Linked DNA regions of Mus musculus: all the other regions are linked to region 7. Evidence: chromatin contacts called from public Hi-C, promoter capture Hi-C and targeted proximity ligation data. All regions are on one chromosome and are shown on one strand. The core of a region is the stretch at or near the end of the contact, and the rest is flanking DNA. Distances in the headings are between cores, read along the strand shown. Region 1 holds the start of Sart1 (squamous cell carcinoma antigen recognized by T cells 1). Region 2 has its middle 21 kb from the start of Ovol1. Region 3 holds the start of 4930481A15Rik (RIKEN cDNA 4930481A15 gene). Region 4 holds the start of Rnaseh2c (ribonuclease H2, subunit C). Region 5 holds the start of Stip1 (stress-induced phosphoprotein 1). Region 6 holds the start of Efemp2 (epidermal growth factor-containing fibulin-like extracellular matrix protein 2). Region 7 holds the start of Sac3d1 (SAC3 domain containing 1).

Region 1 (2,700 bases), core at 73-2,572, 730 kb before region 7:
CTTTGTTTAAAAGATTAATGTCCTGTGGTGGATCACACTTCAGCAATGCTCTCTTTGCATAGATCCTATGGGCAGACTGTGGGTTCCTGCCACTGGCTACTATTTATGCTCCTCAACATGTTCCTCTGCCCACAACTGAACTACTGGAATTTAGCAGGTTCTATGCCTGACTCTCGTTCTCATTCCACATGTTCTAAGGCACTTCTTTGGTTTCCTGAATACACACCAGCCCAAAGTCACTCTATCTCACTTAAACTGTAAGGTTTCCCATATACACCAAACATAAAGTTCTCCCAAAACTGTGTCATTCTCCCCTGCCTCAAATCTGCTTCTCTTCTAAACTCAGTTCCAACAGATGACACCTCCATTCACCAGGCCAATCAGACCGAATTCCTATTCAATCTGTCCACTTCTCTCCGGCCCGCTGCATAGAGAAACATGCATACTATTAGCCCTCACCTGGTTGCTTGGACCTCCCTCCCGATCTCTTGATCTCTGGTCCTACGTTTGACAAGCTCTCAACCCACTGATCTTCATAAAATATCATGCAATTCAAGTCACTTGCTTACTCAAATCCTTGGCTCCCTACCATCCTCATAACAAAGCCCAAACTTCTCAACAGGGCTTACAGCGCTGGTTCAGACCCAAGCCTATCTTACTGCTTCATGTCTCCGCTATGAGCTATTGGTCGATTGTCTGTACACGCTCGTCCCACCTCATTCACCCACCCAATGCATTGCTGTGAAGTGCCAGGAAGACAGGGAAGGCAGGAAGACTCCTGTCTTCTTAAAGCTTAACGTGGAGACGTCAACGTTTAACCCCAAACACCCGGAGGACGTCTTTAACCCGAGAGGCAGATGGCCCTCGAGGTCCTCCCGTACCCTCCGTCCTGGGCATCCCAAGACCCTGCCCCGCCCCCGGGCCCCGCCCTCACCGGCCTCGTAGCCGTCATCGCGTTTCTCCCGCTTCACGCGCCGCTCCGAGGGCTCCGCTTGGCTTCGTTCGCGACCGTGCGCGCCGCTGCGGGCCTCGGCTTCCGCCCCACGCCGCCCGCTCCCGCGCTCACTCCCACGCTCCCGGCTCCGCTTCCGTCGTTCGCCGCCGCTGCTGCCGCCGCCGCTGCTCCGGTGCTTGTGTTTCTTATGCTCGCGATGCCGTGGCGGCTGCTCGGTCGTGCCCCCAGTCCCGGCCGCAGCCGTCGTCCCGGCCGCCTCCTTCTCGCCACGGTGCTTCTTTGACGACCCCATGATTATTGCGTCCGCCTGGAGCCGGGCCGCTACCCTAGCCCAGACGACGCGAAATGGGAACGCTTCCGGGTCGCGCGACCGCCCCGTTCCTGTTGCCGGAAACTAAGAGGGGCTGTTTCCGGGGCCTGCCTGGGAACCTCCAAAGGCTCACGGGAGGGACTGATTGAGGGTGCGCGGTCCCGCCTGCCAGCTACTGGTCTCTGCGCACGCGCACCTGTAGAGACTGCGCCGTCCACCCTCTCGCGCCATCTAAGATGGTAGTCGTAGAGCCGTAAGAACTTTAGCATGGTACTGGGTCATCATCTCCGGAGCTAGAAGTTTCCCCTGCCTCCTTCCCCTTCCACTCTGATCGCTTCGTGGTGCTCTGTGCCTCAAGTCTCTCTGTGGGCAGCCCCCTCTCCAGTGACTGTCCAAGCAAGCTCCCTAGTGCCGGGGCTCCATCCAGAGTTGGAAAATACTCTTTCTTTTAGCGAACGCTACCGTCATCCTATGTCCCCTAGACTGATGGATTGGACCGTTTTATTATTATTTTTTAGACAGGGGTTTTCTCTGTCCTGGAACTCACTCTGTAGACCAGGCTGGCCTCGAACTCAGAAATCCGCCTGCCTCTGCCTCCCAGGTGCTGGGATTAAAGGCGTGCGCCACCACCGCCCAGCTGGATTGGACCTTTTTAACTAGGCTTTGGAGTGCTCTTTGAATTTGTGCCTATAAACCTGGTGATACTGAGTGATGGTTTGTTTCTAGTTTTCTTTTTTTGTAAAGGTAGGTCTAGTACTTGTTACTTACCCCTGGCTGTCTTCAAACCCACCACAGTCCCTCTGTCAGCCTCTCGTGTGCATGGCCACTCCAGGCTTGAGTGCAAATTCGGCACATTTGTGCATGTATATGCTTTCCCTCCTTTTTTTGTTTTTCCCGTTCTGTCTAGCCTGTTAACTATGTAGCCCAGGCTGGGATTACATGCTTTTCTCGACTTTTCCTGGGTTTCTGTTTGTTTGATTGTTTGTTTAGTTTGGTTGCTTTGTTTTGGGTTGAGTAAAGGGTTAAGGGTTTAAGTTAAGGGTTCACACACTCCCATCTGATAGTCGTTGCTCCTCTCTGGACTTCCGGTGTAGCACCTCGCTGGTGTGGTTTGGTGTGGGGGATGGGCACCTTTGAAGGTCCACCCCGAGACTGAGCGCCTTCAGAGGCAGGGTCCTGTTCACTAAGATTTCTAGGTCCCCTGGCATGTTGGGGAAAGCATGGCAAAGTCTCAGCGGATTCCTTTCCGGTGCCCCACGCCTCAGTAGAGAGACGGCTTGTTGAGAATGAGGTGTAGCCTGGGTTTCCAGGGCGTGGGGGAAACAGCTCAACCTCTGCCACCCACTTCCGCTACCTATCTCCGACCCACAGCCAACTCCCCTCAGAAGTCTCACACTGTACTTGGCCATAAAGCGTTTAATTTTTCTCTCGGGGA
Region 2 (2,700 bases), core at 131-2,630, 580 kb before region 7:
CCTAGTGGCAAGCACTTCTACCAGTTGAACCATCTTCCAGCCTGGGGCCGACACTCTGCAGCCTCTGCCTCTGCAGTGTGGGATAAAGGTGAGAGCCTCCAACGCCCACCTCTCTCTGTTTTTGGCTGGGCGTTAACAGTTTACTCTGGGTGGCCTCAGTTTCACTCTGTAATCCAGGTAGGCTTGAACTTGTGATCCTCCTGCCTCAGCCTTCTAAGGAGCCACCAGCCTGGCATGGAGTTGGATTTTGTATGAGGCATATGTTGGCTTAAGTGTAGAAGAGCCATTTGTCCATGCCGATTATTCACAGCAGAGCCTTGAGGACAAAGACATTTTAAGACAGGAGTGTGGAGAGGAGGCATTCCTGGGAGAGGCTGAGATTCCCAGAAGTCTGAGAGAACTCACTCAGATGAGAGGAGTCTGGCAGTGGCATGAGGGAGAGCAGATCAGAAAGACAACAGTAACTCTGGAGCCGGGAGTGGAAAAGACTCACTGTTTAATTTCATCAAACCAACACCACGGGAACACAGCGTTCCTTTAGGTGCCAAAACTGTTCTTGGGAAAGAGTTGTGAGCGGAACCTTGCGCTATAAAGCTAGCATAAGGAGGTGATACGCTAACCCTCCAGGCGCCCCCAGGGTCATCTCTGTGGAGAATGAGCAAGGCCCTCAGCTACAGGGCAGGCAGCCCATGAAAGACAGGCCACGTTTGTATTCACTCTAGACTAGGCAATGCTGGGGGGAGGGCTAGGGGGTGCAGGGGTGGGTGGGTCTAAAAAGCTAACCTGTGGAGCCACAGGTGGGAACTAAAAGGCAGAACTGCTGTCACTAGACGTTGTGGGGAAGACGAAGGATCTGGTCACTTCCTGGGTCCCTGGTGCAGACCCAGCCTGAAGCTGCAGCTCCAGGACAGGAATATGGCCAGCTTGCTGTCTGCTGTCCAGCCAGTCCTTAGTCTTTGCTCAAACCTACCTGGTTTTCCTTCTTAGAACAGGAGGTAGAGAATAAGGCTGGGTGCTGCTGGTAGGGTGAGCGGTGTACACAGGAGTGTCCCCAGGGCCCGGTGGCAAGCCAATCCCACCTGAGGTCTCTGTTCTTCATTCAGAAGTGCTGTGATCAGCAGGTTGAGTCAAAACTGGGAGGGGCTGGGAAACCCCTCTGGCAGGAGATTTCGAAATGAGATTTGGATTAGAAAGAAAACATAGTGGGAAGGGTTCTAAGGCACAAAAGAGACAGGAAGAACTCCCATTCTGCCCAGGTCTTCACAGGCCATTGGCTATGGGGGAGGTAAACAGGATTGCCTGGAACAGAGAGGCAGCAACTGAGCCAGAAGAACCCAGGCAAGCAGAGCGGATCCTTGCTGCCTCCTTTGACAGCAGCACCCTGTGCTGCTGAGCTCGCCCGCTGCAGAGCGCGCCTTCAGTCTAGGGCATGTCAGCACCAGCAAGGGGTAGATAAACCCCAGGACTCCCACAGGAGAGAGAGAGCTTTGGGGGAGAGGGGGACCTGGCAGGAAAACTGGGAGAAAAGTGTAGCCTCGCTGGGTGAACTGGGAAATGGAGGGAGGAGTAGGGGGGCTTGGATACTCAGCCTTGGTGGCCCCAGACAAAAAAGGATGGGTAGCTCTTCACCCTACAAGATGTTCCCTGCGCTTGAACTCACAGTAGCTGTCATGAGAAGGCCTTGGGTTGCAGGTGCCAGGCAGGAAGAGCATGGGGGGCGCAGGTTGGAAAGAGAGGAGGGAGAAGAGATTTGAGGTGGGGAAACTGAGGAGGTAGGAGAGGAATGACTACAAGAATTCCCAACTAGGAAAAGGTGGATGGGGCATCATTGAAAGAGCCAAAGGTAAAAGGAAGGTTGGTTGATGCTAGACGTGGTAACACATGCGTCTAATCTGAGCATGCAGGAGGCAGAGATGCGAGGCCTACAGGGAGACATTCTAAAGAGAAATAAATACACAACTCCAAGTTCAAAGGTAACCGAGTCGCAGCTCATGCTTCTCATTTAAAAGCGCCACAGTTAAGAGTCTGGCCAAGGCAGAGCCAGCTGGCTGTGGTAAATCCATTTCAGTTAGGTGGTCTGAGGTCAGCAGGACTTTAGAAGGCTGTTCAGGACCGTGCCACGGAAGCTGAGAGTGATCCGTCAGAACTCCGTGAGCGAGCGGCTCTGGACAAGAGGGGCTTATGATTCATGAGCTTGCCTTCCTGCCTCGTGCAGGGTGGGGACCCATCCAACTGGAATCACCGCCCAGCCTCTCCCAGGCTCCTTAGATGACAAGCCTTGGCATCCTTGGTCCACCCAACTCAGGCCCCAAGCATTTTGCCAAAGCATCAGTAAACAAGTGGGGGAGGAGGCCACGGGTCTTTGCGGGTTGTCTTGTTTCCTTCTTCTGTGCTCAGTACATGGCTCGTCGGGATGTCTCATGGGGCCTTCAACATTCTTTCCTCAAGGCTGCCGATCACTGTCTCTTGAGCTTGTCAGGATAAGCTGCTTGTTTTATATTATTTTGGACCTGGAGATCCAAGAATTTGCTTGAACTCTATGTGGAGAAACCGTCCCTCACGGCCAGCACGCCCAAGCTTCCCGGGGCTCCCGGAAACGTGACCTCACCTGCTTGCTTGTCTTCCTTGCCAGACTTATATAAAAATAGAATCTCTTTAGTTGTCACGTTCAGCATGTGCTTAGGCGTTTGTAGTTCCAAA
Region 3 (2,700 bases), core at 99-2,598, 710 kb before region 7:
ATATCTGTATGTATATCACATGAATTCAGTGCCTGCTGAGGTCAGAAGAGAACACTGGATCTGGAAAGGAGTTACAGTTGTGAGCCTCCATGTGGGTGCTGGGAACCCAACCGAAATCCTCTGGAAGAGCAGCCAGTGCTCTTATCCTCTGAGCTGTCTCTCCAGCCCCAGCCTGATCCACACTCTGCCACTTTTGACCCTCATCCTTGTCAGAAGTATGAATGGATTCAAATTGGATTCTATCTATCTATCTATCTATCTATCTATCTATCTATCTATCTATCTATCTATCTAAGAAAGAGTCTAATGTAGCCCAGGCTAGCTTTGAACTTGCTATACAGACAAGGATAAACTTCAACTTCTGATCCTCCTGCCTCCACCTCCCTAGCGTGGAGATTACAGTGCTCGCCACTGTGCCTGGTTTATTTGGTGCTGGACCCTTAACTCAAGGCTTCTTGCATCCCAGGCACGCACCCTGCCTCCTGAAACGTGCTCCCGGTGCAAGGGTAGATTTCTTAGACTTTTACACTTATTTATCTATTTGTGGATAGGCTGGGGTGTGTGGTCTGGGATGCATGTGACCACTGGGAGGATAACTTATAGTCAGTTCTCCCCTTCTGCCGTGTGAGTCTCAGCTGTCAAGCTTAGGTTGACGTTATGTTTCGTGGCTCCTTTACCCGCTGAGGTGTCTTGCCAGCCTCTAGGGTAAATTTTGAGAGAGTGAGTTGGTAATGACATCAGTTTGGAAACAGCTGGTATCCTGCTGAGATCTCAAACCTGAAGCTACTAAACTGTCTTCTTTCCCTCTTCCTGTCCTCCTCCTCTTCCTCCTCCTCCTCCTCCTCCTCCTTTTTTATGTTTGTTTTTTTTTTCAAGACATGATTTCACTGTGTAACTCTTATTCGCGTTCTCACGACCGGCCAGGAAAGAACACAACAAACCAGAATCTTCTGCGGCAAAACTTTATTGCTTACATCTTCAGGAGCCAGGAGCGCAAACCCCCAGCCCCAAAAGCGAAAGCCACCCCAATCTTACATCTTTAGGAGCCAGAGCTCCGGCGCGCCAAAGCGCAGAGCGCGCTCTATTGTTTACATCTTTAGGAGCCAGAGCGCCGGGCGCGCAGAGCAAGAGAGAATGGCCGAAACCCCGTCCCCTTTAAGGAGGAGTTATCCTTCGCTTAGGACGCATCACTCCCTGATTGGCTGCAGCCCATGGCCGAGCTGACGTTCACGGGAAAGGCAGAGTACAAGTAGTCGTAAAATACCCTTGGCACATGCGCAGATTATTTGTTTACCACTTAGAACACAGGATGTCAGCGCCATCTTGTGACGGCGAATGTGGGGGCGGCTCCCAACATGTAACCTTGACTGGACTGGAACTCACTCTGTAGACCAGGCTGGCTTCAAACTCAAAGATCCACCTGCCCCTGCTGGGTGCTGGGACTAAAGGCCTGCACCACACGCCTGACTGGTGAATTGTCTTCTAATTCTAAATCTGGTACTAAGTGCTCTAAGAAAGCTCAAGAGGCTCACTGGTGTTGTGGTGGCCCAGGGCGTCAGTAGTGCCGTGACCTCCAGCAAGCGTATGGCCTGGCAGTGGAGACTGACTAACCCTAAGGTAAAAAAACGGATCCTGTGAGGGGAGCCCCCATAGAATGGGTCTGCGTGTGCCAGAGGGAAGAAAATCAGAGCCATCGAAACATAGGGGCTACCATTTGCTGAAGTTGGGGTCGATCTGGAAAGGTGTCCCAGAAAACACAGGCAGCACCCACAGATAAGAACAGCTTTTGTAGTTTAAACTCTTTAAATGTGTAAGGATGTTTTGCTTGCGTGTATGTCCGTGCCCCACATGCCCAGAGAGTCCAGAAGAGGGCGCTGGTCACTGAAACTGAAGTTACAGATCGTTATGAGCCGCTATGTGGGACCTGGAAGCTGAACCCTCTGTGGTACACTCTCCCATCTGTGGTACACTCTCCCATCTGTGGTACACTCTCCCATCTGTGGTACACTCTCCCATCTGTGGTACACTCTCCCATCTGTGGTACACTCTCCCATCTGCTGAGCATCTCTTCCTGCTGGAGTAGCTTTATCTTGCTGGAGTAGCTTTATCCAGCACCTGGAGGAGCCAGTCATGCCCACTCCTCCTTTACCACCGTTCTCCTCCCATCCCTTTACAATAGGAGAGCAGGAGTTTGGAGTAGAGGGTGAGGATAGGAAGGACGCTTCCCTCTGTGCTCGATGGTAGGGGCTCCACTGGCCAGGAGAGCAGCAACTGTGTTGTTCTAAATCAAGTTCAGAGAGGCGAACACAAAGTAAGAGTGAGTCAAGCTCAGAGATCTGACGGTGACGTAAAACCAGTCACTTTATTTTAAATCACTCATTCATTTGTTCTATTTATTTTTATTGTTATTGTGTGTGCATGATAGGAAGGGGGTGGCTACTGCCACAGCATGTATGTGGGGTCAGAAGTCAACTTTGTTCTCTCTTGCCACTTTCATGTGGGTTCTGGGAATTGAACTCATGTCATCCGGCTTGCACAGAGAGCACTTTCCCCATTGAGTCACCTCACTATCCCCTATTTTATGTTTTAGGGGGGTCACCTCCACTATCTTACTCTGCAGCTCAGGCTAGCCTCAAATTTTCTTAAAGGTGTGTGCCTTCATGCCAGGCTAGCAGAGATTTCTTTAGTGACTTTAGAAGA
Region 4 (2,700 bases), core at 142-2,641, 520 kb before region 7:
GTGCAATGAGCTGGTGGGGCATGTGCAGTGTGAGCTGGTGGGACATGTGCAGTGAGCTGGTGGGACATGTGCAGCGTGAGCTGGTGGGGCATGTGCAGTGAGCTGGTGGGGCATATGCAGTGAGCTGGTAGGACATGTGCAGTGTGAGCTGGTAGGACATGTGCAGTGAGCTGGTGGGGCATGTGCAGTGAGCTGGTGGGGCATGTGCAGTGAGCTGGTGGGGCATGTGCAGTGTGAGCTGGTGGGGCATGTGCAGTGTGAGCTGGTGGGAAATACAGCGCAGCTGGAAGGATTACTTGGAGACCAACAGTGAAATATTATTTGCTGGAATCTCCAAGTCTTAAGGCATGGAGACAGGCCAGGGGCAGTGTGTTTCCCTTGAGGTTTGAGCAGCCAGGCCCTGCCCTCAAGACTTCTCTAATCATTATGTCCAGCCCCACTGGAAATTAACCAGGCCCTGCCTTAAGGAAAAAACAAAACAAAACAAAACAAAACAAAACAAAACAAAACAAGCCAGGCATAGTGGCGCAGGCCTTTGATCCCAGCACAGGAGAGGCAGAGGCAGGCGGATTTCTGAGTTCAAGGCCAGCCAGGTCTACAGAGTGAGTTCCAGGACAACCAGGGCTACACAGAGAAACCCTATCTCAAACAAACGAACAAACAAAGAAAAGAAAAAACAAAACAACAAAACCCACCCAAGATGAAGCCACAGATTGCATCAGTCCCTGAGCTGCCCCAACATCAGGTTGCAAAATCCTTCCATTCTCAGAGCACTCTGGATAGTTCTGCCCCATCTCCAAAACCCTCCTGCTCCGTTCTTTGCTGCTTCTGAGCAGAGACAGCCGCCTTCCCTCCTGTCTCTTTTCCAATAACTCTCTTATGTGAGGTTTGTTGTAGGATGTGATTTCGTAGTATTTTTGGCTCCCAACTGCCAGGATACCTTTCTCCTCAGAGCTGTAACATTTACACTGGTTTTAGAGTCAAGTCAGGGGTCGGGTGTTCTTTCTTTGGCCTTTTTTCCCTACAGGATGGTAGTCCTAGAGCACGTGCTTAATATGTCCAAGGCCCTGAGTCCAATCCTCATCACCACCAAAAATAGTTTGTCAGACAACCTATTTAAATAGGACTCTTCTAGGAATCCGTTCAGTTTTTTGTTGTTGTTTGCTTGCTTTCAAACGACAAAAACCATAAAAATATTAGGGCTGGGTGGGCACGGTGGCGCAAGCTAAACCCCAGCACTGGGAAGTGGAGGCACAAGAATGAGATCACACATAAAGACTTGAGCACAGGAAGGCAGGTGCTTACAGAGAACAGCCAGAGAAAAGACTACGTTTCCCATAAGGCTCTGCATCTAGTGTGCTCGGTCTCCCGACAGGCCCTGCGTTCCTCACCCGCCAGCTTTTGCCTGAACCTTACAAGCTTCTGAGATGAAGAACCCGGAGGAAGCGGCAGACGGGAAACAGCGTATTCACCTGCGCCCTGGCTCGCTGCGTGGTGCCGCACCGGCTAAGCTGCACCTCCTGCCCTGCGACGTTCTAGTCAGCCGGCCGGCCCCGGTAGATCGCTTCTTCACGCCCGCCGTCCGCCACGATGCAGACGGTGAGTCCGAGCAGGCCCCGCGGCTCTCGGGCTTCGTGGCCCGCGGCAGACGCCACCCGTACATCCTCCCGTGGCCAGGCTGGCCTGATGGCTTTGCATGTCCCTCCTGCAGGGCTACAGGCGTCGTTTCGCGGTCGCGGCCTGCGGGGCGAGGAGGTAGCTGTGCCGCCAGGGTTTGCGGGATTCGTGATGGTGACGGAGGAGAAGGGAGAGGGGTTGATAGGGAAACTGAACTTCTCCGGGGACGCGGAGGACAAAGCGGACGAGGCGCAGGAGCCGCTGGAGCGGGACTTCGTGAGCAAAGGGAGATGGTAGGTTTGGGGTGAGGGCAGTAGCTGCTGTCCCGAGTCTCAACCCGGCCTTTTCCAGGACCGCCTTATCGGGGCCACCGGCAGCTTCAGCCATTTCACCTTGTGGGGTCTGGAAACGGTCCCGGGTCCAGATGCCAAAGTGCATAGGGCCCTAGGTTGGCCCAGCCTCGCAGCAGCGGTACGTATACTCAGGAGCCCTTTTCCTCCTCAGACTTGGTCAGTCCTTCTATCCGATTTGAATAGTGTCTCTAGTGATTTGGGGGCTTTAGGGCAATAAACACCACGGGGATCATGGCTCCGGAGGCCCAAACTCCCAGTGGTGGGGGGCATTCCCCACTTTTCTCTTAGACGAGGCTATCACCCTGAGCAGCTGGGTCCCCACCCAACTGCTGTGTATTATAAGTCACAAAGTAGAAGTGACTCCTGTTGCAGATTCACGCCCAGGTCCCTGAGGACTGAGAACCAGATCATGAGAATGACAGTCACAGATCCCTTCTCACCACTTGGAGCGACTGTTTCTATCCCAATAAATGAGATCTTCACAATGCCTGAGTCTGTGGGCACCTTAGCACCCTGAAGCTGCCATTACATGGCACCCAGTTTGGTAAGAACTCCTGATAGCTCTGCCTATATAAACAATTTATTTCTGGGGGCAAGAGGGGCCAGAACTTTGCAACCAGCGCCCACCCCACCCTCCAGCTCCTCCTTTATAAAAGAAATTTTTACAATCACCGGTCCTGTACAGAATGCTCCCCACCCATCTTAATGTACACAGCTGCCTGGATCCCTT
Region 5 (2,700 bases), core at 100-2,599, 920 kb after region 7:
TAGTGGGTAAAGGCAATCGGAACCCAGGCCTTCATCCTTAGACATCAAACGCTGAACCAACTGAGCCATCTCTAAGCCCAACGCTCAAATTTGTCATCTTACTGTAAGTTTGCAGTCCACAGGAACACTTGCACACTTGTATAATGGCTGGCAGGATTTTTCCCCACTGAGGAGGGTGGGGAGGATGGACGGGGTAGACCATAGCTCTAAATTCAGGCCCTGTGTTTGATCCCTAGTGCCACACAATGAATGAATGAATGATAATGAAAAACAACCTCTTTTTGTTGTAACAGAGCAAGGTGTTACTCATACCAAAAAAGCGTCTCTCTTGTCCGTACTGCAGTTACAGTTTAATTACTCCAAGGGTACAGAAAGTTGATTAACCTCTCCATTTAGTCTTATTAACAAGGTGAGAGGCCCCACGGTCCCTCACAGTGACTATTCCAGAACAAAAGGTTTTACTTTATACATCACAGTAAAAGTAGTAGTAAGCTGTGCTCTTTTTGTATGTGTGTGTTTGGATGAATCACAACGGTTCAATGACAGCTTCCAAGGTAACAAAACCTCTCCAGGCCTCAGATGCAGGCCACTGTAGCCTGAGCTAAATCACCAAGGTAAGGACGGCAGGTTTCCCTCTGTGCCCCAGATCAGATGCTGAGCGGTAGAGACAGGGACTTCTAGCTCCTCACTATCGGCTCACAACTGTCTAAAACCACTAAATCCTGTGTAATCGGGAACGGAATTTCCAAGGGTCGGATACTCAGTCACCCCACAGTCACTACGAAAAGTGGGGGGAGGGGCGACATATGTATGCCTCAGGGAGCCCTGGTGACACTGTCCGCGCCCGCCTTCTCTGCAGTCGCGCGGGTCCTTTTCCCGGGCGCACACAGATGCCGTGTACCCCGAAGGCTGCTGGGGTGATCGGTCACCGGATCCCTCCAAGTTCGCAGCGGCCGACAGGGGCCTCTCCGCGCTGAGGAGGCCCGGCCCCCAGAAGCTTCGGGGCCCGGCCGCGGCCAGGCCTGTTCCCGCTCCACTCGGCGGGTCGCGGGGGCGACGGGCGCTCGCCATTCTCCCCTCACACGCCCGACCGCGGCTCTCACGCCCGCGCCTCGGCCGCCCGACCCGGCCCCCCAACCACTCGCTTCTCCCCGCCAACAGGCCTGCGCTGCCCCGGGGCCCCGGCCGCCCCTCCCCCTTCACCTGCTCCATAGCCTGGCCCGGAACCCCGTTGAATCGAATTCGTCCGCTCCGCGTTCCCAACCGCACGCGCCGCCTTCTGGAACCTACTAGAAGCTGCCGGGACCCCCAGGTTACCGCCCCTTCCTCGCCTGCTCACTGGTTGAACACGTCCAGGAGGCTCTGCTCGCCCCTTTTATAGGCTTAAAGTTCAGTCAATCATCGTGACTTCTCTTTCATTGGTTTTTTACGGGTCTTCTCTTCAGCCCTGCCTCCTCTGCACCTCCGGATTGGACACTCCGCGGCAAGTCCCGCCTATTTCAGGGCTAGGCTAACTGAGGGAGGAGCGGGTCTTGACGACACGGATTGGTTGGTTAGTCCGTCAATTGTAGCTGGCCTGGCCGCACCCATTGGTCCTGTTCTTTCTGGAAATTTCCACAACTCTCATTGGGCTGAAGGACTCCTAGACGGAACCGCCTTTCAGAGGAAACATTCAATTGGGTGGATGGGTGGGGAAAAAAAAAAATTTGGCCATTCCTGGCGCTGATTGGTTTATGCCGCTGCCCTGTAAGGGGGTGCTCGGCTGGCTGGTGGTTCGTGGGGAGTCGAGCATCTGGCCCGGTGTCGCCTAGGCTTTAACTACAGCGTTACAAGCTGTTTTCCCTGAGTCTGAGACTGTTGGCCCGCGCTTCCTCGCATCCTGACTATTAGGCCCGGAATGTACCCAAAATATTGCGGGCTATGACGGGCCTGCGTTGAATGTTCCCAAAATGCTGCGGGCCACGACAGGCCTCCGCTTTTCCGGCAGTGTCCTGGCGGACCGGCTGCTTGGCCCTTACTCTCTGAACTCAGCTGCAAGCTTTGGTCACCATGGCCTGCCAGCAGAAATGCTACTTGGGTTGCAGGCTTAGCGTGTAGCTTATGGAACGACAGAGACTGATGATCAGGGGTCTGGACAGGATTTGTATAAGGAACGTGGGCTGTGCGGTGCCATGTCTGTGCCAGTAGCACCAATGCATACCCTCTCCATCCGGTTACCCCTTATCTGTTCACTTATGCCTACCTAGTTCTTTCTCCTGCCTCACTTAAGATCGGAGGAAATGAGCGGTGGTGGCATACAGCACGCAGGAAGCAGAGGCAGGTGTATCTCTTAAGCTAGCCTGATCTACATAGTGAGGTCCAGGACAGCCAGAGCTATCCATACCAGAACTATATAGTGAGACCCTGTCTCAAGAGAGAGGGAGAGGGAAGAGGCAGAGTGCTGAAATTACAGGTGTGAGCCAAATGTGGCAAGAGTACTTTTTGGGTGACTGGAGATAGAAACAAAGGTCTTGTCTGTGCTACACAAGCCCTCTACCCATGAGCCTCCAACCTTCTGTTTGACAAAAAGAAAATACAAAGGTTAGGTTTTTTGGTTGTTTTTTTTTTTTTTTTTTTTTTTTAATTACAAAAGGCATGTATACAAAGTGCATGATTAAGCCAGGCATGATGGAGTGGACCTTTAATCCCGCACTGGGATGG
Region 6 (2,700 bases), core at 176-2,675, 640 kb before region 7:
ACCGCTTGCTACACAGCATGAGGGTCTGGGTTCAGATTTCCAGCCCTAGCATAAAGGCCAGCTATAGTGGTGATGCAGGTTTGTAACCCTTAGAGGGCCAGGGAGGTGAAGACTGGCAGACCACTCTGGCACTCTGGCCACGCAATCTAGCTAAATTAGTAATTTCCAGCGACAAACCCTGTCTTAAAACATAAGGTGAATAGGTACACACGAATATACCACATACATTACCACTCAGACAGTTAAATGAAATGAAGCAGATTTTTTTTTTTAAACGTCAAGGCAGAGCGGAGCATGGTAGTGTACACCTTTCATCCCAGAGCCTAGGAGGCAGAAACAGGCGGATCTTTGTGAGTTCGAGGCCTCATCTACTTAGTGAGTTCCAGAACAGTCAGAGTTACACAATGTGAGACCCTGTCTCAAAATGACAAAACAAAAACAAACAAACAAACAAGATGGAAAGAGGTTGGGTAAGGGAAAGTTAAGGAAGACCTGGTTATTGCCGCTAGCGGTCTGGGCCAGGCACGGGAACCCTGGACACGCAACCCTTTCCCGTCTAGGCCCGCCTTGAGACGTGGGCAACGCGAAGTCCCGCCCATTCACCCCTTCCTGGGCGCTGGAGGCACCCAGACTCCGCCTCCAAGGCATGATCTCCGCTGGGGGCGGAGGCGGAAACTGGGTGGGGGACTTGGATGGGAAGAGGCTCGGGAAAGGGCTGGCACTGGGCCCTAGTGTCCTCCGCGCCCAAGTTCAAGCTTGCCCGCCTTCCCAGGGGCTTCCATTCATTTCGAGCCAAGAATACTGCTGCCCTCTCCCCCATACTACTGTAGTTTTGCGCTGGCACGGCTTGGGGAAGCAGTACCCCAAGTAAAGAGACCACCTGGAGGCCGTGGATGTGGATGCAGAGGGAATTGGACAATTAATTTGGACAATTAATTAAGTTGGACGAGGGTCTGGAAACCTTGGATGAAGTTTTAGGATCATCTAAGTGATGATGGTTTAACACTGGATAAAATTCTGAAAGGAGTAGAATTTGAAGCTCTGAGGATTAAATGCCTAGTAGGTTCTGGGAGGCGCAGAATCGGGTTACACGGAGGTGCGAATGCACAGCATGGGATTCCGGAGGCACAGGTTAGATAGGGTCTAGGTGGGCAGAATAACATTTTGAGTGAAGGCCCGGGGTCCTTAGGTGAGTTTGGGGGCCAAGCATCAAGGTCAGTGGCCTAAGGATCCAAACTTTGGGAAACTCTGGCTGGGCGTCCGCAGGCGACTCCAGGCAGCGCCGCGGGGGACCGGGTGGGGGCCTGTGGCCGGCCGGGGCGGAGAAGCCGGGGGGTCGGGGTCCCTCCCCCTGGCGCGGGCTCAGGAATCCGCCGAAGGGCGGGCGGAGGCGCCGGGGTGGGCCGCGGCCGGCGGGCGGGCGGGGGGCGCTTCCTGGGGCCGCGCGTCCAGTGAGCTGCGCGGTCCGTCCGTCCGTCCGCCCGCCCGCAGGCACTGCTGGAGTCGACGCGTGAGTGGCCTCCAGCGGAGGGAGGGCGCGGGCCGTTTGGCGGCCGAGTCGGTGCTGCGCGGAGCGGGGAGGCCTGCGCTTCACGACTCGCGGGGCGGGGGCGGGGCGGTCCGGGATTGCGGGCCTGGGCCATAGGCCTGCGAAAGGATTCTGTCCCCAGCCCTGGAAGGTTCCAGCCTCAGCACAGTCCTGAGACGAGACAGCTGGGACCCAGGCTCCCCTTCCAGATAGAGGGAATGGGGGGTGCTGTGGCAGAAACCCCTGACTTCTGCCCACCACCTCCCAGCCTCAGGATGCTCCCTTTTGCCTCCTGCCTCCCCGGGTCTTTGCTGCTCTGGGCGTTTCTGCTGTTGCTCTTGGGAGCAGCGTCCCCACAGGATCCCGAGGAGCCGGACAGCTACACGGTGGGGACCGTGGGGTCACCAGCTTGGGATGGGATGGGAAGGACAGTGAGATCAGGATCCTGGGGAGGCTGCTTCTGGGCAAGATTCTCCCCGGCTTGGTTGGTGGAAAGCTGGAGGCCATTGTGTGGAGCTGACCCGAGCATGACTCTGAACTCTGGCCCTGGTCTTGGCCTGGCTAGTTGGTGGAGACAGCCAGGGTGGTCACTGGCCACATCGGGTTCCCTTCCAGGAATGCACAGATGGCTATGAGTGGGATGCAGACAGCCAGCACTGCCGGGGTGAGTCTCTGTCTGGGGTACTAGCCATCTTCAGGAACTGGGAAGGGGGTTGTTGTTTCCCAGGGATACCTTACCTCCCAGAGCTGCTGCAGGAACTTGATGGCCCTTTTCCCTGTCCAGCTTGGTAGCCAGCCATGCTTCCCTTGTGCCACTCAGTTAGGAGCCCTGCCCCTTCAAGAAGCTGGACAAACGGCCTCTATCCTGCAGGAGGGAAGGGAGCACCTGGCTATTGCCCAGAGAGAAGGAAATACGCACACCTTCCCTGGACTGCACTGTACCTGCCTAGCCCAGCTCTTTATCCCAATGCAGCCTGGGAGAGCCGTGCATGCCCCGTGGGTCGGCAGGCCCGCAAAATTTCTCTTGGGCAAAGGTAGAGGCAGGGATTTGAGGAGGCAGGAGAATGGAGATACCAGTGTGAAACAGGGGGCCCCACTCCCAGTCCTGCCAATCCCTGGCAGGGCTTCTGGGTCAGCAGCCTTAGTTTGCCTAGCAGAGAGAAAGTCTTGCT
Region 7 (2,700 bases), core at 123-2,622:
TTCTGGGTTCGAGGCAAGCCTAGTCTACAAAGTGAGTTCCAGGACTGCCAGGGCTACACAGAGAAACCCTGTCTGGAAAAAAGAAAAAAAAGAAAAAACAAAGAGTCACTGTGTGCATGTATGATACAAATATATTGTCTCCACATATAAAATCATCAAAGAATCTGCCTGCCTCTGCCTCCAAAGTGTTCCCATACAAGGCGCCTGTTACCACGCCCACTGGACTTTCCTATAATTAAATCACCCATAGAAGGGAATCTTTTAGCACCTCCTGTTAGATATGTTTATGGGCCAGCCCACGGAGCAGTTCTTATAAGTTTGGAAAGCGCTTTCTAGGTCAACTCTCTCAGTACTATCCTACCTCCTTCCACCTCTACTATGTAGAAAACAGCCAATTTGAGAATGTCAGACCTGAGGTCCCACGTCGGGACTTTTACCAACTGACTTTCCCAAGAAGAAGCTATTGCTGGGGGATGGAAGTTACAGTACTCCCAAGCTATAGTTCGCCGTTGCTGCTACAATTGCGTCTTCCCCACCCCAGGCTCCTCGGGTCCCCGCACTTAGTTCTCTGGGATCGACTCACCCAAGTTGTAGAGCAGAAAGAGGCCCTGAAAAGCAGCCTGGCGGGGGTAGGGGCCTTTGCCCCGCGCGTAGCAGCGCCGCAGCGAACCGAAGCCTTCCTGCACCTGAGTCTGAAGCAGCACCGGGTCCGCGGCTCCGCGCGTCTCTTCTGGCCGCACCCGCGCCACCACGGCCAGCAGCGTGGCCAGCGCAGCCTCCAGCACTGTCGCTGCGTCCGCGTCGTCCACGCCCTGCAGCGACAGATCTAGCCGCACTGCGCGCAGGCGGTCGGCCACAAAGCTCGCCACCTCCGCGCACGACACGTCGCCGCGGCCAGCCACCTCACCGGCCAGATAACGCACGGTGGCTAAGAGCACTGGCGGCGGCCGCAGCAGGCTTGGCGGGGGCCGGGGTTTGCCCGCTGCCGGCCGGCTGTACTCCTTCACTGTGCGCTTGGGGTCGGCTCGGGGAGCGTTCCCACGGCCGCCTGGCTCCACCTCCAGTCGGTGCAGGCGGCGCTCGCGCTCGCGTCGGGCGCGCTCGGCGGCCGGGCACATGTCTGGGCACAGGCCCATGGGTAGTTTGCAGCCGGACATGGTAGGGGTGTGGGTAGAGGACGCACACTCAGCATCGCCGGGCCAGCGGAAGCGCGGCACTGCATCCTGCCGTGGGCTCGAGGGACAGACTCGAGCCCCAGTCTGGCCAAACGCAGCCTGCCGCGGCTTTCTCGATTTGCCGCTCCCGCGGCCTTTAGAAACGCCTCCCATAATCCATCGCGCCTGGCTTCGGTTTTCCCCCTTAAATCGTCCCATGATGCATCGGTTTGTAGTCCCGCGACGCAGGCCACACCTCCCCAGGGCTGGGATTTGTTGGTTTAGCTTTTTGTTCTTAGGGCTCTCGAAGTAGCAAGTCCTGCTTTACGTACGTGTCTATTATTTCTTTAACACACTCAGCTAGTGCTGCGTGCCTGTCATTCTTCATTGTTTCCCTATGCGTTTTGTTTTAACTGTGTACCTTTGCATGGTCTGGAAGTCACTATATAGACCAGGCTGACTCAGTAGAGATCCGCCTGTCTCTTTGCCTTCCAATTCCCGGATTAAAGGCGCGGCCACTCATTCATAGTTATTATTAGCATTCTGTCTAAGCTTCACTTCACAGTTAGCTGACAACAACCAGGTAGGCTCCACCCAACAGCTACCTGGCAACAGTCAGGTAGGCCTGACCCATTATAAAAGGGGCTGCTTGCCCCCTCCTCTCTCTTGCCTTCTTGCTCCTGCTCTAGTCCCTTGCCCCTCCCCCTCCCTGTGCTCATGGCCAGCTTCTAATTCTCTACTCCTCTACTTCTCTCTCCCCCCCTCCTCTCTCTGCCTTTCTCTGCCTCTAGTACCCTCTTAACTCCCCTTCCCATGTCCTGAATAAATTCTACTATTACCATCGCTTGGCTGGTCCCTCAGGGGGATAGGATGCCTTGGCAAGGGCCAGCTGAAGCACCTCAATGGAACATATTCCTCCTCTCTTTATCTTCTTATAAACATAATGGGTATGATGTGCCAGACACCGCTTATTCAACTCTGTTGGTACAATGTAAACTCAACCACAGACAATAATAAGCAAATGGACCTGGTTGTGTTCAGGCATGTGTTTTACTCACACGTATTTAAATTTTATGAGATTTTCACTAGTCAAAGAATCTTTTTTCTTCCAACCATAAAAAAAAAGAAAGAAAGAGAAGAAGAGAAAAGGAAAGGAAAGGAAAGAAAGAGAAAGGAAGGAAGGCTCTCAAGGGCCTTACAAAAAAGGCAGTGGGCCAGGTCTGGCTACAGACTCTGGTCTAGATGGGTGAACTGACAGGTTAGGGGCCCAGATGCCACTCACATAGAACAGATAGGCAGGATCAGAAGTTCAAGTCTAATTCCAAGGAGGCAGGCAGGTCAGAGCTGAGAAGTCTTTGCTTTTCTTATACTTGATCCAGTTAATACAGATATGGCCCCTGGTAGTCATACGAGCAGGAAGCACGGCCAGGTCCCAAAGAGAGCAGTGGGGGTGGCTGGCAGTGCTGGAGCTGACATCCCAGGAAGGGTCCACCCCTTAGGGCAAGTGTGTGTGAAGCATCTCTGCCCGCTTCAGGTACTCGGCTGC

What was found. Promoter capture Hi-C pulls out the DNA fragments that hold promoters and counts their contacts. A called contact is a pair of places that touch in the nucleus more often than the background predicts. Capture Hi-C pulls out chosen DNA fragments and counts their contacts.
Region 1: a targeted proximity ligation map of pancreatic cancer cells shows a contact between it and region 7. A contact is called at or near these places in 4 of 39 promoter capture datasets (liver, neutrophils and pre-B cells), 2 of 130 datasets of targeted methods (bone marrow-derived macrophages and pancreatic cancer cells) and 1 of 9 other capture datasets (adipose tissue).
Region 2: a contact with region 7 is called in a Hi-C map of embryonic stem cells, with 2.7 times the contacts expected there. A contact is called at or near these places in 2 of 39 promoter capture datasets (both in liver), 1 of 484 Hi-C or Micro-C datasets (embryonic stem cells), 2 of 130 datasets of targeted methods (bone marrow-derived macrophages and embryonic stem cells) and 2 of 9 other capture datasets (adipose tissue and embryonic stem cells).
Region 3: a targeted proximity ligation map of forebrain shows a contact between it and region 7, with 4 times the contacts expected there. A contact is called at or near these places in 3 of 39 promoter capture datasets (liver and pre-B cells), 1 of 484 Hi-C or Micro-C datasets (CD4 T cells), 4 of 130 datasets of targeted methods (bone marrow-derived macrophages, forebrain, regulatory T cell precursor and 1 more) and 1 of 9 other capture datasets (liver).
Region 4: a contact with region 7 is called in a promoter capture Hi-C map of liver, with 2.9 times the contacts expected there. A contact is called at or near these places in 7 of 39 promoter capture datasets (the C10 cell line, cranial neural crest, hippocampal neurons and 3 more), 1 of 484 Hi-C or Micro-C datasets (B cells), 5 of 130 datasets of targeted methods (double positive thymocytes, embryonic stem cells, large pre-B cells and 2 more) and 2 of 9 other capture datasets (adipose tissue and liver).
Region 5: a contact with region 7 is called in a targeted proximity ligation map of pancreatic cancer cells.
Region 6: a contact with region 7 is called in a promoter capture Hi-C map of liver, with 2.8 times the contacts expected there. A contact is called at or near these places in 7 of 39 promoter capture datasets (the C10 cell line, embryonic stem cells, hippocampal neurons and 3 more), 1 of 484 Hi-C or Micro-C datasets (embryonic stem cells) and 4 of 130 datasets of targeted methods (bone marrow-derived macrophages, embryonic stem cells and pancreatic cancer cells).

What each region holds. Positions count from the first base shown.
Region 1 is chr19:5,387,381-5,390,080 of GRCm38.p6, forward strand. Sart1 (squamous cell carcinoma antigen recognized by T cells 1) reads right to left here and starts at 1,323. Exons shown (of 20, transcript NM_016882.3): 1 at 935-1,323. The coding sequence starts at 1,247. D330050I16Rik (RIKEN cDNA D330050I16 gene) reads left to right here and starts at 956. Exons shown (of 1, transcript NR_033224.1): 1 at 956-2,689. Tsga10ip (testis specific 10 interacting protein) reads right to left here. Exons shown (of 8, transcript NM_001373978.1): 8 at 2,667-2,700. The coding sequence ends at 2,682.
Region 2 is chr19:5,537,766-5,540,465 of GRCm38.p6, forward strand. It overlaps the pseudogene Gm31166. Among named protein-coding and RNA genes, the nearest start is that of Ovol1, 21 kb to the right of the region's middle.
Region 3 is chr19:5,405,467-5,408,166 of GRCm38.p6, forward strand. It overlaps 4930481A15Rik (RIKEN cDNA 4930481A15 gene), which reads left to right and starts at 1,349. Exons shown (of 4, transcript NR_027938.2): 1 at 1,349-1,617.
Region 4 is chr19:5,600,482-5,603,181 of GRCm38.p6, forward strand. Rnaseh2c (ribonuclease H2, subunit C) reads left to right here and starts at 1,392. Exons shown (of 4, transcript NM_026616.2): 1 at 1,392-1,599; 2 at 1,712-1,893; 3 at 1,969-2,088; 4 at 2,343-2,478. The coding sequence starts at 1,428. The coding sequence ends at 2,369. It overlaps Kat5 (K(lysine) acetyltransferase 5), which reads right to left. Exons shown (of 14, transcript NM_178637.2): 14 at 2,533-2,700.
Region 5 is chr19:7,038,677-7,041,376 of GRCm38.p6, forward strand. It overlaps Stip1 (stress-induced phosphoprotein 1), which reads right to left and starts at 1,350. Exons shown (of 14, transcript NM_016737.2): 1 at 1,204-1,350. The coding sequence starts at 1,212.
Region 6 is chr19:5,473,265-5,475,964 of GRCm38.p6, forward strand. It overlaps Efemp2 (epidermal growth factor-containing fibulin-like extracellular matrix protein 2), which reads left to right and starts at 1,426. Exons shown (of 11, transcript NM_021474.3): 1 at 1,426-1,510; 2 at 1,797-1,914; 3 at 2,144-2,192. The coding sequence starts at 1,804.
Region 7 is chr19:6,117,214-6,119,913 of GRCm38.p6, forward strand. It overlaps Sac3d1 (SAC3 domain containing 1), which reads right to left and starts at 1,373. Exons shown (of 2, transcript NM_133678.3): 1 at 584-1,373. The coding sequence starts at 1,373. Snx15 (sorting nexin 15) reads right to left here. Exons shown (of 8, transcript NM_026912.2): 8 at 2,186-2,700. The coding sequence ends at 2,650.